Regions from separate parts of the Mus musculus genome. Here region 2 is linked to region 1. A link is a contact called in public Hi-C data. All regions are on one chromosome and are shown on one strand. Each heading gives the region's core, a stretch centred on a gene start, on an enhancer-like site or on the middle of the called end of the contact. The rest is flanking DNA. Distances are from core to core; before and after follow the strand shown.

The links. Hi-C and Micro-C count contacts between places; a contact is called where the count stands out from the background.
Region 2: a Hi-C map of the CH12 cell line shows a contact between it and region 1, with 3 times the contacts expected there. The contact joins two enhancer-like sites. A contact is called at or near these places in 9 of 484 Hi-C or Micro-C datasets (the CH12 cell line, adipose-derived mesenchymal stem cells, cortical neurons and 5 more), 1 of 115 datasets of contacts at active chromatin or transcription factors (embryonic stem cells) and 1 of 9 other capture datasets (embryonic tail).

The regions. Positions count from the first base shown.
Region 1 is chr17:44,260,393-44,263,543 of GRCm38.p6, forward strand. All of the region lies in intron 4 of Clic5 (chloride intracellular channel 5), which reads left to right. Among named protein-coding and RNA genes, the nearest start is that of Clic5, 73 kb to the left of the region's middle. Within about 2 kb of position 1,614, at least 9 of the 459 cell types and tissues checked have an H3K27ac peak or open chromatin away from gene starts, as enhancers often do. A contact at or near this core is called in the CH12 cell line, where this site is marked.
Region 2 is chr17:44,610,777-44,613,890 of GRCm38.p6, forward strand. The region is part of intron 5 of Runx2 (runt related transcription factor 2); the gene reads right to left. Among named protein-coding and RNA genes, the nearest start is that of Runx2os3, 50 kb to the left of the region's middle. Within about 2 kb of position 1,480, at least 40 of the 459 cell types and tissues checked have an H3K27ac peak or open chromatin away from gene starts, as enhancers often do. A contact at or near this core is called in the CH12 cell line, where this site is marked.

The DNA of each region.
Region 1 (3,151 bases), core at 364-2,863:
AGATGGGTCTTTTTAGCAGGGCACTCTGCTATCCTAGGGAGGGGCAATATATGGGAATTTTTTATCAGTAACAAAGAAGAGAAGAGGGAGTCTGTGCATGTAATCCCTTTTCAAGTTAAGTTGGTTGTCCCATCGTCCCCCGATGGTGAACTCTCTGACCCAGCCACAAAGATACGTCGTTTCCATGTACTTTTGGGTTAGTGAAGTTTGCCAGACTTTAGGAGACAGAAGTAGGATATCATGCTCAGAATTTGTTGCGTTCTCAGTTCAAACGTCAGAAGGCGCAGTCTCCTGTTGTAAGAGTCATGCAACACGCATGGGTAGATGCTCCTCAAATTACAGGAGCAGGTGAAGCATAAGGAAATTACTCCAAGCAAGGCGGGGCGGGGAGGCTGGGTGTAGTCTGAGTGCACCTGAGAAATGTTGTGGCAGTATCTATCAAGGCTGCCCTATCTTGTGGTGAGCACGAGGAAGGCTCACTGTGGCCAGACTGTGGCTAAAGAGTTATAAAGAACAGATCAGGCAGGTGATGGTGGCCCACACCTTTAATTCCAGCGCTCGGGAGGCAGAGGCAGGTGGATTTCTGAGTTCCAGGCCAGCCTGGTCTACAGAGTGAGTTCTAGGACAGCCAGGACTACACAGAGAAACCCTGTCTTGAATAAAGAAAGAAACAAAGAAAGAAAAAGGAAACCACTCAATGAGGACTGAGGGAGATGCTCCGTGGGAAAAGTGCTTGCTGGGTGGACATGAAGACCCAAGCTTGGATTCCCAGCACCCACATTTTTAAAAAATGTGTCATTTCACCGCTAAGGAGGAAGATGCTGGGGCTTGCTGTCTAGCTAGTGTAGTCAAATGGCTAAGCTTTGGATTCAGTGAGAGACACTGTCCTTAAAAAGGAAGGTGAGAAATGACTGACTGAGGAAGACTCCCAACATTGACAGAAACATTGCAGGCCCAGCTTCACCACGAACCCAGACTTCATCATCTATGAGGAACCAGGAAGTACCAAACGTCATACACACTAGACACTGAACATAGGCAACTGAGAAAGAACATATAGTGTATTCATCGAATTACCCAAACCAGACAAGGGCAGTGGAGGGGCGGTGGCTGTTTCAACATCTGCCAAGGTCTCTCATGCAAAAGATGTCGCCATTGGAGGATGAAGCAAGCCATAGGGAATGGAATCCCTTGGTATAAGTGCTCGTGGTGAGAAAGACAGGTGAGCAAGACCCAGGTTGATGCAGGAACAGATAACCAATATAATGAGCGTCTCTCTGGGCAGCTCACCCCTTAAGTTTGAACATCCATGATAACCTAAACTGTCCTCACACTTAAAATTCACCGTTTGTAAAGTAACTGTAAACATCTCCTAGATTTCTCCCCGACTCAGTCAGCCTTGTGCACGACACTGGCGGCATCAGCTGCCTCAGTCAGCAGTTATGTCATTCCTTCTTTAATATGACTGAGTTTTACAGCCATTTATGACTTTCTTGGCAGCCTAATAGGAAACACACACACACACACACACACACACACACACACACACACACACGTTCCTACTGAAAAGGAAGGTAGTCTCTCTGCTTAAGGCCAGAAGGTGGCGCCACCGCCCCATGGCTGAAGTCAGTGCTGGCCACTAATCAGGAACATAGTCTCTCTCTCTCTCTCTCTCTCTCTCTCTCTCTCTCTCTCTCTCTCTCTCTCTCTCGCTCTCGCTCTCTCTCGCTCTCTCTCGCTCTCTCTCTCAGTCTCGCTCTCGCTCTCCCTCCCCTCCCTCCTTCTCCCTTTCCCCCCTTTCTCCCTCCCTCCCTCCTTCCCTCCCTCCCTCCCTCCCTCCCTCCCTCCCTCCCTCCCCAATCCTGCTTCTTCCACCACTAATAAATAAACATGTGTGAGGCTTGCATGGTACAGGTTGTATGGAGCCCTTAATTTGAAGAAGTAAAAGTGACATTTTTTTTTCTCTTCGAATGTACTGTGGCTTTGAGGAGATTTACAAAAATATCTGCACCTGGAACTTGTCTATATCGTCAATATCATCCTCCAAAAATGTATTGTATGAGCAGCATGCTGAAATTGCCCCAAATTCCTCACCACAACCATGATTTAAACACAGTAAAACAATCACCAAAGACTGTGTCATTTAAATACAAAGTGTGTTTGTGCTGTTGGGTACTGTCCACATAAATGTCTGCTAATAATAAGCTGGCCTGTGGAGCTAGATGAAAAAGATCTTCTCTTCAAAGCACTGATTCCTCTATAAAGCTCAGAGAATTGGCTTCATAGAGAATGTGTTTTCCTTAAAGGAAAGTCCCCTGTTTCCTTGGGGACATATCCGAGAGGGTTCTGTTCACTCTGTGACTTTGGGGAGGGGACCCATAGTGTCCAGCATCCTAAATACTTAAGGGGATCATTTTATCCTTCATCCAGGGAAGAATTTCTTTCCAGAGCAAAGAGTTCCCACCATGGCAGGAGGAACTGCAGATTCCCTATTAGCCTTTTGATCCCTCCCAGGCATGGCAGGGACCTGGGGTGAGGGCCATGGCATCTTGCTTCAGTTTGTCTTCTCGACATTTGAATTTAAGCCACTGTCTGGAAATGGAGACTGGGGCATTGCTTTCCATAGATGAGTTCCTGGCTCTCCCAGAGCTGGGTTTGACTTGTTGAGACACACTTTGCTGGCCAATGGAGCTTGCCCAGGGGTATTGGTCTGATGGTAGTTGTGGGCTCAAATTCTCCAAGGGATCAGACCAAGAATGTTGAACACTGACAGGAGAAAATAAGGCCTTAGGGATGATTCCAGACAATGGTAGGTTCGACTCTGAATGCATGAGTCATCCTCCAATATCCCCCAGGATCCCCCTTGTGCCCAGGATAGTTCTAGTGTTCGAAACTTTCCTTCCCACACCCAACCGTCTGCCTTGAGTTGACCTCCAGTAATAATGATCCTAAGTTAGATCTTCTGCTAGGTCCTTACTCCGCTTCAGACCCTGCAGAAGTTGCTCCGACAGCAGCCAGGAAACAGGCATTGCTAACAGCAGAATTCAAGGCAAGTTATTCGTGAGTGACAGACATGTCATGGAAGGTTGTCACCTGTTGCATTGGACCCCCAAAGGCAGCCTGGTGCTTGGTTCTGACACCCCTGACCCAG
Region 2 (3,114 bases), core at 230-2,729, 350 kb after region 1:
TTTTTTTTTTTTAAGGCTTCTAACGTGTATTTATTTTCCCTTAAAACTATGTTTTAAGAATAATTAACATTCCATATGGTTTCACTTATTTTGATGCAGAAATCTCATTAAAAGTCTTTATGAGAGGACCCTGCTAGTAAACTCTGATATGGCTTTGTACTTCTTACCACACACCTCTGTTTTAGCTGCTACATTTTGCTGATGTTTTGATTACTCAGCGGAATATGCCAAGATCGTTATAGCTTTGGGGTTGAGAAACGTTACCTAACACAAACTGATGGTCATTTTTCAGTGAAAGAGCTCTGGTTGGGTTCGTTTATCTCAATGGAAACAAGGGGATACGTGTCACTTCCAGTCATTTGAGACTGTGATGTGTTGAGGATCAACTTCTTAAATGACTGAACTAAAGTAGATCTGAAAGGGATTATAAGAGACTTTTGTAATCGATGGACATCCGCATTTTCTGGAATTTGCTCAGTCATTTTAGGCTAACGAGCATTATTTCTGAAGTAGACTGCAGTGTATTTAGGCACAAAGAAATAATGAGAGATTGTCATGTGTGGTGGGCAGGTGGGGGGTGGATCCTAATAGAAACCTGTTTGTTTATAATCATTGTTTCAGAAGAGCGAAATGCAGCTACGTTTTCTCTCCCTGAACGGGTCTTCATGTGAACCTGTAATCGGGCTGTAAAAAAGCTGCAGTGTGTCAGACCTCCTCCTGTTTGGATGTTATTGACAATGACACTATTCCTTTCTGTTACAGCCACAACACTTTAAAAAAAAAAAAAAAAAAAAAGAACCGATACTGAATTGTCTATGGAAAATGTCAATCCGACTTGTTAAAAAAAAATACCCATAAGATAAAACCCCAGGAGAGTTCTAGAGGTGCTTGTATGCCATCTACTTTGTATATGCAAATGCACCTCTATCTACTTTGTATATGCAAAAGTACCTCCATCTAATTTGTATATGCAAATATGCCTCTGTCTAATTTGTATATGCAAATCCACCCCAACCTCACCCACACCCATACCCAGCTCCAAAGACAAGCCTGTAATCTCAGGGCAACCCAAAGCCATCCTAAAGCTCCTAGCTACTGAATAAGTCAAGCCAAGGCCATTCTCTTTGCTGTTGCCCATGGATGATCTTGTCCCCGTACAAGGTACGTTAAACTGTGCTGAAAAAATGGAAGCTGCCAGGAAATAGAGGGTTCAACCATCCACGTGAGATCTTCTGGTTCTAATGCTTTTAAAATTAACCTGTTATGGGAGGACATGACCTGTAATCCCAGGACCAAGGGGATTAAGATAGGACTATGGCATCTTCAAGACCAACCTCTAAGACATGGTGAGCTCCAGGCTAGTTGGGGCTTCTGGGCTAAGATCCCTATCTCAAAACAAAATCAAAGTTTCAAAATGGCATCTGGCTGTGCCTGGGGGCTGGCGGGAGTTAGTGAAACCCCAAGAGGATGCTAGTTTGACTCAACATGGAGACAAGAGTGACGCTGTACAGTAAATTTGAAAAACCATGACAGGGAGAGGACTGTGACACTTTGGTGAATTTTTGGATAAATTAAAAATGACTACCACAAAACTGTGTACTTATCACGCTTTCTGCTATGTCCCCTGATTTCCCATGGACCTCCCTCTGCTGGTCAGGCACTGATGGGAGATTCTAATGGACTGTCATCTAATCTACATTTGACAACTAGGGAGGCTGAAGCCCAGAGGAGAGCCATGCACACAGTGAAGGAGGTAGAGCCAGTATGCAGCCACCCTTTGGTTTCTAGGAGAGGACAGGCAGTCTGCATTATCCTTTACCCTCAGAATATGATTGAACTCACCACATCCTCCTCCCATTCTTCTCACTAGATCTGTCTAAATGGAAAGGACTTACGTAGACTCTTTTGGTATCTCAGTGTCACCCCAGTGATAATTACTAGTTTGGGGGAACCCTCTTAACCTCCACTTTGGCGACACTGTCGATCTAATCTGATAAAACAGTTAGCAACCAGTTTCAGTTGCTCAGGGTACAAGAAGGATGGGGGTCGGGGTCAAGGGGTCAAGGTCAAGAGCTCCGTTCTCCTGGCTTCCTACAGATGTGCTTCATTCCAAAGCTGCAGTCTCCAGTCCCAGCCACAGCTGGACAGCTTGCAAACAAATGTAGCTGCCATAAGGAAGAACTGAAAGAGCCTTGCTCGGGAAGCAGTAGTAGCAGCAGCAGCAGCCGCCTCTCGAGCTCTGAGACATACTGGGAAGAATACATTAATAAAATGCCCGTGAGGTCCAAATTAAAACAAAGCCAATGTTAAAAGTAAGGACACTCTGCCTCTCTCCCTGCAAGGTCTGTAAGAGGAAAGGGGCCAGACAGACTCTCTACCTAGTCGGGTTTCTGGGAGTCTTCAGAGAAGGGGGGAAGTATGTGAGCCCAGGCAAGGGGGATACAAGTGAGCCTCTGGCTCTTCAAGCTTCCAATCCTTACCGTAGGTCTTTCATTCACTGCTACTTACCCTGAATCATGTCTGTCTCCCAATTAAAGACAGCTGTTGAAGGCATAGATCTCTCATCAGAGCTTGCTAATGGGAATAATCAGACTTTCTTTCTTTTTTAATAAAAAGGTATTTAATTTATTCCTCTCTCTCTCTCTCTGTGTGTGTGTGTGTGTGTGTGTGTGTGTGTGTGTGTGTGACTGTGTGTCTGTGTGTGTCTGTATATTCTATACATGTATGGGTACCCATAAAGGCAGAAAGGATTAGCATGGAACCATCTCTCTGGTCCCTCTCCCCTTTTTGGACTACAGGGGATGGAACCTACAATCTCAGGCATGCTAGACTACCTTGTGAGCTCCAGCCCACTGCTAATAATCTGCATTTCCAAGCCCTATCTTTAATCTGCCCTATCTTTAAGACACCGTTATCATTTAGGATACCTTTACTAAACAATGGTTGCCTGACCACAGGCAAGGAGGTCTTTATAACAAAAGGAACCTGGAATGTAAGGATAATGGAGGAAGTACTTGTCTGTAAAGGGCACCGGCTGGGGAACTGGGCACGGTTAGCTTCCCCACCAAATACTTAGTAGAATGACCCAGCAGGAGGAGGCAGGGGCTGAAGAAA